Regions from separate parts of the Mus musculus genome. Here regions 1 and 3 are each linked to region 2. Evidence: chromatin contacts called from public HiChIP or PLAC-seq data. All regions are on one chromosome and are shown on one strand. Each heading gives the region's core, a stretch centred on a gene start, on an enhancer-like site or on the middle of the called end of the contact. The rest is flanking DNA. Distances are from core to core; before and after follow the strand shown.

Region 1 (3,128 bases), core at 318-2,817, 400 kb before region 2:
GTTTATATTTCTTCTAACCCATAGCTTACAAGTCAATAATAAGTAGTTGTATTTTATGTACCTGGAAGTAGCATTATGCGTACCTGCCCTTCACTGCCCTAGCTACTTAACAGTTGCTGTGTGTAAGTCTGGTTCAGTTGCTTCAGTGACAATATTGCCTCCTCGAACATTCTACGCTGTGCTCATATGTTGCCCGTCAGTGGCAAATGAAGCTGCTTTTATTATTTATTTCTCCATATCTATTCAAAATATAATAAGCTAGTACTGGGGCTTAGATCTGGAAGGAGCTAAGTTGACACAACGTTTTGAAATGTCTTCGCATTCCCTACTTTTCTCTTAAATGTTTAACCTTGGCATGATCACATACCAGACACAGGAAGCCTGAGTGCAGACGACCAAGTGAAAGAGAGCATTTCAACATGGCTTCTCTCGGGCTCTCCACTCCTTCCCGCGCCGTTAGGTCAAGAGAAGCATCATCAGGTTCATCACTATTTCCAGGTGCTAGGAAAATTTTAAATGTTGCATTGAAATATGCATTTTTATAATACTTTCTTGGGCCCACATCACAAAATGTCAGCATAATAGAGATGTTTTAACAGCCCAGAAGTAGTGTTTTTCTCGCACACACAAGGCCCTGGGTTCAACCACTAAGAAAATAAAACCAACCAAAAAACAAGCACAGTGCTTGACTCTTTCCGTCCTTTGGATTTTGTTGTTTAACGCTGGTGTCGTTCCACCATTGCTGATTCTCATGGTGGAACAGCCCACTATCAACTCTCCTGTGCTTAAACGAATGTTCTCTACTCTGCAGAAAGCAAGTCTCAGGTGCAGAGAGGCACATCTGTATGTGTACATGTGCATACACACACACACACACACACACACACACACACTCTCTCTCTCTCTCTCTCACATACACACTCGTTCATACAGGCTCACATTCACACATACACACTCACATACACACACACTCATACAGTCACACATGCACACACACAGTCCCATATATACTCATACACACTCATGCACACTCACATAGACACACACCTCACATACACATACACTCACACAGTTATGCAGTCACACACACACTCACATATATACTCATACCACTCATACACACACAGTCACATACACACACTTACACTCACATACACATACACTCACACATATTCTCACACACAAACACACTCACATACTCTCGAGCATTCACACACTACTTGTCTGTATTGCTGCTCCAACAGGGATGGGAATGAGTCACAGTGATTGATTGGTTTATGGTGGTGATGAGTCACTAGGACCAAACATTCTTCAAAGCTCTTGGCTGATGAGAGATGACATTTTGGAAAATGGGAAGAAGACCATGGTGTCTTACTGTCTCCCCATGGAAGGTGTTTACCAGCTGCCTGGAGGGCTATTTTTATCCCTGCACATCCTGCTCATGAGGCTTCACACACCCACTCGCATGCCACCCCCACGACATGCAGATTCCTGTTATTCATCCTTCAAGTCCACACCAGGAAGCTTTTACTCAAGCATGACTGTGCAGGCTGTCACTGAGCACAGCGCTAGCTTCCATCCTCGGCGCTGCGGTCTCACACTTGGTGATTGATGTGTGCTAGGCACCAGGATTAGTGCTTTCATTTCTTGTTTTCTTTAATCCTCTAGACACCACCCAGGGCAGTGAGTGAGCTCACTGTGCGCTTAGACAGACAGAAAAGGACTCACAAGCCTCCTCATCCTCTCTACTCTGAGGTTCAGTGGGTCCAGATGGCCTCCAAGTATGGCCGAGTGGACCATGCAGGTAACCAGGCCCTGCATGATGCACCCACTCTCCTTGGTATGTTTTGTTTTGGGGTGTGTGTGTGTGTGTGTGTGTGTGTGTGTGTGTGTGTTGTTTGTTTGGATGATAGAGTCTCATTCTGTAAGCCATGCTGGCCTTGACTGGAGATCCTCCTGTCTTGGCCTCCCTACTACTGGAGTGACAGGTGTGGGCCACTAAGCCTCGATTGTCATGTTCAAACTCCTCCACTGTCCCCACACTCTCTTGCTTCCTGCCTTGCTGTCATGGTAACAGAGTGGTTACAGGTAAAGTTGACACCAGAGCAAAGACGTGGAGAGACAGACAGGTTCTAGAGATGCAGGTACCTCATGTTATGAGCAGTCCTTTAGTCTGGGAGCAAGAACTTGGTGACCTCTGGGCACTCCTCTGTGGTTTGTCAGAGTTTTAGAGGAACAGGGCAGGGAGAATGCATACACACACTGTGACTGTGTAAACATATATACACATACTTACATCCATGAGAATTCACCAGATTGACTGACTTGATAGGGCTGGATAGCCCAATGGCTGTCTCTACACTGCAGAGGCTAAGGACCCTAAGCTGGAGGCTTCAGCAGTACTCACCTGCTGTGGAGGGACTAGAAGTTTCCTGGAAGCTGCTTGTCTTTGACTTGTGTTGAAATGCTGAAGAAATGGGTCTGATGTCAGCAGAGGAGACACACTCTGGAGACCAGGTGGGCAGCCCACTGCATCTTGCTTCTGGCTAACAAGCGGTTCTCCTGTGGTAGCTACTGGATACTCTTGGCTCAACTTTTTCATCTGCAAAGTTAGAAAAATATGTTTTCTTAAATCATTGTGAAGACAAAAACATCCATATGGTGTGCTGAATATGCTAGAGGCAAATGCCCCCTCCCCCACTCTCTCATGTCCACCAACCCCCCTACTTGCTTATGCCCACCAAATGTCCCCTCCCCCACTCTCTCATGTCCACTAACATATTGTATCTCTTCCCATTTGTCTCTTTGAAAACACTTGAAGAGGCCAGTTAACTAAAATTTTTAAGCATTTAACTTTGTCATTTATTGGTGATATTTAAATACCCAGAGAATAACATGCACCTTGCAGCTAAGCCAGAGAAATAAATCAAGGCTGGTATGTACAAACCCCATGTAAATTCTCTGTGGGACAGGAGAGTTTTCGTTCACCACGGCTCTCAGGTCACAACCTTAGACCAACGTGGGGTTTATCACTCACGCTTCCCACAGATGGCTCTTATACAATCCCAAGACATACTTCCCTCCAAATTATTACATTGGCATAGCAGAAGATGAACTCAAGTCTGTAG
Region 2 (3,350 bases), core at 179-2,678:
TATTCATAAAAAAGATAGTTTGTGTATGAGTCTGTTATGAGAATGGTAATATGGCGGACAGTAACTGGCCTGGCCCTAAACGTCCTATAAATAGATGCAGAGACATCTGTGAAGGGCACAGTGTGAGTGTGGCAGACACGGACTGCGTCAGCTCTCGTCCTGTAGCCAAGGCTTCTCTGACTCCCTCGCGCCTCACATTCTCCAAGCATTAGGCAATGGAGTGCTCGGTGCTGCCAGGCGTTCCCTTCTCAAGGAGCCAGGGGCTCATTCGTTCTCCCAAGGAGAAGTGTGGCAGGGTTTTGTTTTTATTCTCTAAAACTAACTCTCCAGGTCTCCTTCAGCATTTTTAGCCCTCACTTTAGGCAGTTTTCCAAATGCCAAACTGGTAACTAACTGTACAGGCAATTCCTGTGCTGTTGCAGGGAGCTCTGGGCAGCAGGGAAGGAGGGTGAGAAGAGCACTCTGGGCCATTAAGTGGTCTTTAAAGAAACAACTGAATTCCTTTTCCAAAGACACAAAGTGTTAGGTGAAACTACAGAAACCCACCCCTTCCAAGTGACTGGGATCAGAGGACAGAGTGGTAAGAGCCCACAGAACACTGTCAGGAGAACAGCCTGTGTGTCTTGTTTTTTTAGGACAGTAAGTTAACGTGGGGGAATTCATTATTTTTAAGGTAGAAATTGACCACCACTCTAAGAACACTGAGAGTGTTTTCAGCCTGCGTTAGCCCCGCAGGATAGCAGTGTGGTTCTGCCTTGCTGGCCTACTACCTCACAAGGCTGGCCTACTACCTCACAAGGCTGGCCTACTACCTCACAAGGCTGGCCTACTACCTCACAAGGCTGGCCTACTACCTCACAAGGCTGGCCTACTACCTCACAAGGCTGGCATACTACCTCACAAGGCTGGCATACTACCTCACAAGGCTGGCCTACTACCTCACAAGGCTGGCATACTACCTCACAAGGCTGGCATACTACCTCACAAGGCTGGCGTACTACCTCACAAGGCTGGCATACTACCTCACAAGGCTGGCATACTACCTCACAAGGCTGGCATACTACCTCACAAGGCTGGCGTACTACCTCACAAGGCTGGCATACTACCTCACAAGGCTGGCATACTACCTCACAAGGCTGGCATATTACCTCACAAGGCTGGCATACTACCTCACAAGGCTGGCATACTACCTCACAAGGCTGGCCCTGCTCAAGAGCCCTGCAGGGAGGGTCAGAAGCTAGGTCAGCCCGTGTGTCTGGCCGGTTCCTCAGAAACCGTTCGGAGTTTCAGGAGGCGTGTGTAGCTATGTTCAGTGGGGACTCAGGGACTGTCCTTTGCAACATGCTGATTTAAAGAACTACAGTGTTAGGTGGCACCACGCCACTGCGTTAGGATGCCCAGCCAAGCTTGCATTGACAAATAAGTTTGCCTGCCTGTACTTCCCATTGCTGCCTCTGAGAGCAGAGGAGCCACAGGGTGCAGCTAGGAAGGCGTGTGGCTTTGTCCTTAGTTGTCTGCGACATCCTCGGTGGCACTGAACCGTCCTGAGAGGCCTTTTAAGTGCAAAGCTCCCAGCAATCTCCTTTAGTGCACGCAACCAAGTTATGAATTAGGTTGCTTTTGGTATACCTGCTCCATCATCTTGGCTCCGTCTCTCAAACATGACTTACTGGTCTCAGGAGAAAAAGCAGCCTGACCTTGTTTGTGGCAGGTGAATCACTTATAAGCGAGCTGTTCATATTTTACAGGTGAGTAAACTCTTTAAGGACACCAATCAGAGTACCATGCCATAAATTCCTTAGCCCTTTATTCATTAGTGATTACATGACCTTCAGAGGTCTCATTTAAATTAATCTTCTGAAAAAAATGCATAGCCTCAGAACCTTCTAGTAGAGCTCCTAAGTCTACAGTTCTCCTTCCTTGCTGGTTCGGTTCTCATGCAGAGCCTGCTACGTGTTTTGCATTAGAGGAAACCCTAGTACCACAAGTGTTGAGAGTGAGGCAGTGATTGCAGCAGGGCCGCTGATCACATCCGTGTGCTCACCGAAGCCTGTGGCGTCCTGTCCGTAGTCCTGCTGTGTACTGAGGCCGGGCCGGGAAGCCTGCTCAGCAGTGCAGCTGCCGAGTGACTCTGTAATCACATCACAGCGCAGAGTCCGGCCCACAGCTGCCTCCTGGGCAGCAGGACTAGAGTGTGGGCTCTGTGCACAGGGCTATGGTTGAGGCTTCCTGCTGGGGGTGGGGCACGTGCATGGGGATTTGAACGACTGGGGATGGGTTTATTTGCATCCCTCAGGTTACGCAGGGGAGGATTAGATGGCTTACCTGGAATTTGCTGCTGAAGAGTTTTCCATTATTGCTGTTTTCTGTAATTCTTGACTAAATACCTTGAGATTCCTTTGACTTTTACCTTTCTCCCCTTCTTTATAAGATGCAGCTTTGCCTGTTGATACATTCCACAGAGCTGGGGTGTAGCTGTACACTCACCAGCCTGCCTGGCAGCCACCATAGGACATAGTCACTGTGGAGAGCATGGCCTCCCTGTGTCTTTCAGGTGCAGAAGCAACCCCCCTTTCTTTTAAATTCATTTTTTTACACTTCATATTCCATCCCCCCATCCACCCTCTGATTACTCCACATCCCACCCCTCCTCCCCACTCCTCCTGTCTCCACATGGAGGCCCCCACCCCCCACCCCATCTGACCTCTAAACTCCCTGGGGCCTCCAGTCTCTTGAGGGTTAGGTGCATCATCTCTGAATGAACACAGACCCAAAGGCCTCTACTGTATGTGTATTGGGGGCCTCATATTAGCTTGTGTATGCTGTCTGTTTGGTGGTCCAGTGTTGGAGAGATCTCTGGGGTCCAGATTGGGGCTGCTGGTCCTCCTACAGGATCGCCTTTCTCCTCAGCTTCTTTCAGCCTCTCCTAATTCAACAACAGGACTCAGCTGCTTTTGTCCATTGGTTGGGTACAAATATCAGCATCTGACGCTTTCAGCTGCCCTTTGGCTCTTTCAGAGAGCAGTCATGCTAGGTCCCTTTTTTGAGAGCTTCATAGCCTCAGTAATAGTGTGAGGCCTGGGACCTCCCCTTGAGCTTGAGAATACACCCAAAAGATGCCCACCATGCCACAGGGGCACGTGTTTCACTATGTTCTTAGAGGCCTAATTTGTGATAGCAGAAGCTGGATCCAGATGTTCCATGACAGAAGAATGGATATAGAAAATGTGGTTCATTTACACAATGGAATACTACTCAGCTATTAATAATGAGGACATCCTGAGTTTGCAGGCAAATGGATGGAACTAGAACATATCATCCTGAGTGAGGTAACTCAGAGCCAAAAGAAC
Region 3 (3,214 bases), core at 469-2,968, 290 kb before region 2:
AGAGCCTTGCTCTCCTGTTCCACCTTTCTCCCACTTACTGAACGACACTTGGAGACCGTGGATGAGTTCTGTCTAGTTCTGCCTAGGCCTGGAGGTACAGACTTAGAATCCTGGCTACTTCTGGGACTGACTCGGGAGAATCGAGAGCTCAAGGCCTTGGTCCGTGGAGGTGAGTTTAAAGCCAGTGTAGGCAGCTTTGTGAGATCCCGTGTCAAAAACCAAATGTGAGCAGGGGGCTGGGGATAGAGCTCAGAGGGAGAGGGCCTGCCTTGTGTATGAGAGGCCCTGGGGCCAGCACTACCAAACCAACAGAGAAACAGAAAGGTTTCTCTTTACATATTTAAATATATTGACCTTCATCTTCTCCCCTAACTCTTCCTACTCAATCAAAAAAAAAAAAAAAATCAATCTAGACTAATGTGTGCTGCTGAGCTATGGCTCTGGCCTCCTAGCCTCCCATAGCGTTTGACAGCCCACGTGAAGGAGAGTTCCCAGAGGAAAGCTGTTCCACAAAGACCAACTGACTGATTAGAACTGCAGCAGTGGGCAGAGGTTGGCAGGGGTTGGCAGGCCGCAGGTCCAGAGCTCAGGACCTCACCTCCAGCTCCACCTAACCGCATGTCTAGCTGCAGCACCCTTGATGGCCATGCTCTGCTCACCTCTGTGTCAGAACTGACATCCTGGAGTGACAGATAAAAGCCTTGGGTGTCTATTAACCTAGCAGACTACTGGCTTTAACCAGCCTAAAGCTAAGAACGTCTCCGGACAGCCCGAGGCTCTCAGAAAAGCTTCCTCCATGGTGCTCTAGCCACCTCTCTGCCCTTACCCACCCAGGTATTTTACATTTTCTCCTAATTTATTACATTCTTTGTTTTGCAAAACTATAAAACTTCATGTAACTGCTTCTGTGTTGGAACACAGAATTCAGAGTGACCTAAACTTGTGTTCTCAGGCCACGGTCACTTAAGATGGTTCCAGAACAAACTGTTGTTTATTCCCTTTAACACAAGAGCTGTGCTTTTTTTTTGTTTGTTTTTGTTTTTTTTCAAGTTGACACCCATAAACACAGTTCAAAATGGTGTGTGCAAATCAAGGTTGAGCCAATCCTAGACACGAGGAGACCCAGAGCTCCAGGAGGCAACATTCCAGGCAGTGAGGTGCCTGACCTCTGAGGGGGGCAGGCTTGTGGGCCACATGATCTGCACGCTTAACGACTCCAGGCGAAGGGCCAGGCTGAGCAAGCCCACGAGCTGGGTGCAGACCCACCAAGTCCACCAAACTGACAGCTGAGGTGAGAGTTCACGTGAGCTACCGTAGCCGAGTGCAATGCTCTGGCGGCTTAAACAGCAGAGAATCATTTCCTCATAGTTTCAGGCTAGGAGTCCAAGGTCAAGGTGGCAGGAGGTGGTTTCGGGAAAGGCATCTCTCCCTGGCCTGCAAGCAGCCACCTTTGTTGTTTCTCATATGATCCCTCTACTCAAAGGCTCATCTCTGAAGTGTCTTCCATGCCTTGTAAGGTGTGCTAGTCAGGGTTCTCTAGGGTAACAGAACATACAAATCTCTCTCTCTCTCTCTCTCTCTCTCTCTCTCTCTCTCTCTCTCTCTCTGTGTGTGTGTGTGTGTGTGTGTGTGTGTGTGTGTACAAACAGGCTGTAGTTCAGCTAATCCAACAATGGCTGGATATGAATGCAAGGTCCAAGAATCCAGTAGTCGCTCAGTCCAGGAGGCTGGATTTCTCAGCTGGTCTCCAGTTTACACTGGAATCCCGGAGAAGTTGGCTCTAAGGCCAGTGAAGAAATGGCTTCACAAGGCTAGCAAGGCCAGAGCAGGCAGGCAGAGAGCGGAAGCTTCTTTTTTCCATGTCCTTACACGTGCTCCCAGCAGAAGGTACGGCTAGGATTAAAGGTGTGCCTTCCTGCCTCAATGATCCCTATCGGAAAAAGTGGATCTTCCTACTTCAAATTAAGCAGGCATGCCCTCCATTTCTGAATTACAGTGGCCTCATTTATCTTTAAAACCTTTGTTTAAGGTCCTAGCTTCACATACAGCCCTAGGGGTTAAGGGCTCAACATGTGAGTCATTGGTGGGGACTTCAGAGAAGTGATTTCTTCAGCAGACCCTTGAGGCATAAGCACCATCACACAGAAGGGGCCCGGACAACACAAGACTGCACTGAGATTAGTCCCAGGCCTCAGCATCGCCCTTTGCTGTCTGCGAGAGTAATTCCAAACGTCTGCAGAGGCTAGCAGGACGAGAAGGAGAAAAATCAACCCCATAGCTCCTCTCTGCTCTGAGGGGCATAGAGAGGCAGCGAGTGGGCCAACCAGATCGTCCTGTATGCCCCCACTCCAGCTCTCCCACGGGGCCTGCTGCCATCTCTGGGCAAACCTTAAGGGGAAACACATCTGTGACTGCAGAAGGTGCCAGGTGAGGAATGCAGGGCCGGATGAAAGCAAAGAGCCTCTGCCTGACTTCATGTTCCCAGGCTGGTGTGGGTCGGGCAGGACAACAGCCCACAGGCAAACACCGGCCAGGCCTGTGTACCCAGAGCACAGCTGGGCCCTGGCTATGGGAAACTTCCTCAGCTCAGGGCCAAGCAGGTATGTGAGAGGTCAGACTAGTTGAGTGGCTATGGCACCTGAGACTGAGGTCACCTTTCATGGTGACTCTCTGAGAGCCTGAGGGCATGGAACCAAAGCAGAGAGGACAACAGTGGGGCCCCAGTTCAATTGGTTGGGCAGTGGTCCCTGCAGAGCAAGCTGAGCAGGTCCAGCCTGTGTTCCCATTGTAGCCCACACTGGGACTGGCTAAGAGCTGGCTAGCAAGCCTCCCGACTGATAACCTGCTCAGGAAGTGCCTCGGGGAGCTAACTGAAACATTGTACTTCATGTTCCTTTTCTTCAGAACCCACCCAGAGCTTTCTGGTGCGGAAGGAACCGGTTTTTCTTAACTAACCATTTGCTGGATGCTACTGCGGAAACCTCATGCTTTCCCCATCCCGGTCCCTGTCCCAGTCCTACTCATTGCAGTTTAAACAGATCCCAACCCCTGCCTGCCAGGAGCAGGAGGGCGAAGTTGGCCGTGGCAGTACCCATACCTTACACACAGAGCTTCCAGGGAAGTCACCCCTTAAGGCTTCCGTGTGCCTAGGGCATCCAAAACAGACCTCCCCTGCTCGTTCTTTCCAGCAACTCCGTCTCGTTACCTTCAGACA

The links. HiChIP or PLAC-seq counts read pairs in DNA pulled down with a chosen protein or histone mark.
Region 1: a contact with region 2 is called in an HNF4G HiChIP or PLAC-seq map of pancreatic cancer cells. The contact joins two enhancer-like sites. A contact is called at or near these places in 14 of 39 promoter capture datasets (the 3T3-L1 cell line, the C10 cell line, the HPC-7 cell line and 10 more), 1 of 15 datasets of contacts at CTCF or cohesin (the NIH/3T3 cell line), 12 of 484 Hi-C or Micro-C datasets (the AtT-20 cell line, the C10 cell line, CD8 T cells and 9 more) and 6 of 115 datasets of contacts at active chromatin or transcription factors (the NIH/3T3 cell line, bone marrow-derived macrophages, embryonic fibroblasts and 3 more).
Region 3: an H3K27ac HiChIP or PLAC-seq map of trophoblast stem cells shows a contact between it and region 2, with 2.3 times the contacts expected there. The contact joins two enhancer-like sites. A contact is called at or near these places in 7 of 39 promoter capture datasets (the C10 cell line, the HPC-7 cell line, cranial neural crest and 4 more), 2 of 484 Hi-C or Micro-C datasets (bone marrow-derived macrophages and nephron progenitors), 1 of 115 datasets of contacts at active chromatin or transcription factors (trophoblast stem cells) and 2 of 9 other capture datasets (embryonic stem cells and pancreatic islet).

What each region holds. Positions count from the first base shown.
Region 1 is chr6:145,372,509-145,375,636 of GRCm38.p6, forward strand. LOC105247329 (a long non-coding RNA gene) reads right to left here. Exons shown (of 4, transcript XR_001785414.2): 3 at 2,408-2,602. Among named protein-coding and RNA genes, the nearest start is that of Gm38926, 26 kb to the left of the region's middle. Within about 2 kb of position 1,568, at least 93 of the 459 cell types and tissues checked have an H3K27ac peak or open chromatin away from gene starts, as enhancers often do. A contact at or near this core is called in pancreatic cancer cells, where this site is marked.
Region 2 is chr6:145,768,688-145,772,037 of GRCm38.p6, forward strand. The region is part of intron 1 of Rassf8 (Ras association (RalGDS/AF-6) domain family (N-terminal) member 8); the gene reads left to right. Among named protein-coding and RNA genes, the nearest start is that of Gm15704, 22 kb to the left of the region's middle. Within about 2 kb of position 1,429, at least 56 of the 459 cell types and tissues checked have an H3K27ac peak or open chromatin away from gene starts, as enhancers often do. A contact at or near this core is called in pancreatic cancer cells and trophoblast stem cells, where this site is marked.
Region 3 is chr6:145,476,348-145,479,561 of GRCm38.p6, forward strand. The region is part of intron 2 of Gm38475 (a long non-coding RNA gene); the gene reads right to left. Among named protein-coding and RNA genes, the nearest start is that of Gm15499, 35 kb to the left of the region's middle. Within about 2 kb of position 1,719, at least 23 of the 459 cell types and tissues checked have an H3K27ac peak or open chromatin away from gene starts, as enhancers often do. A contact at or near this core is called in trophoblast stem cells, where this site is marked.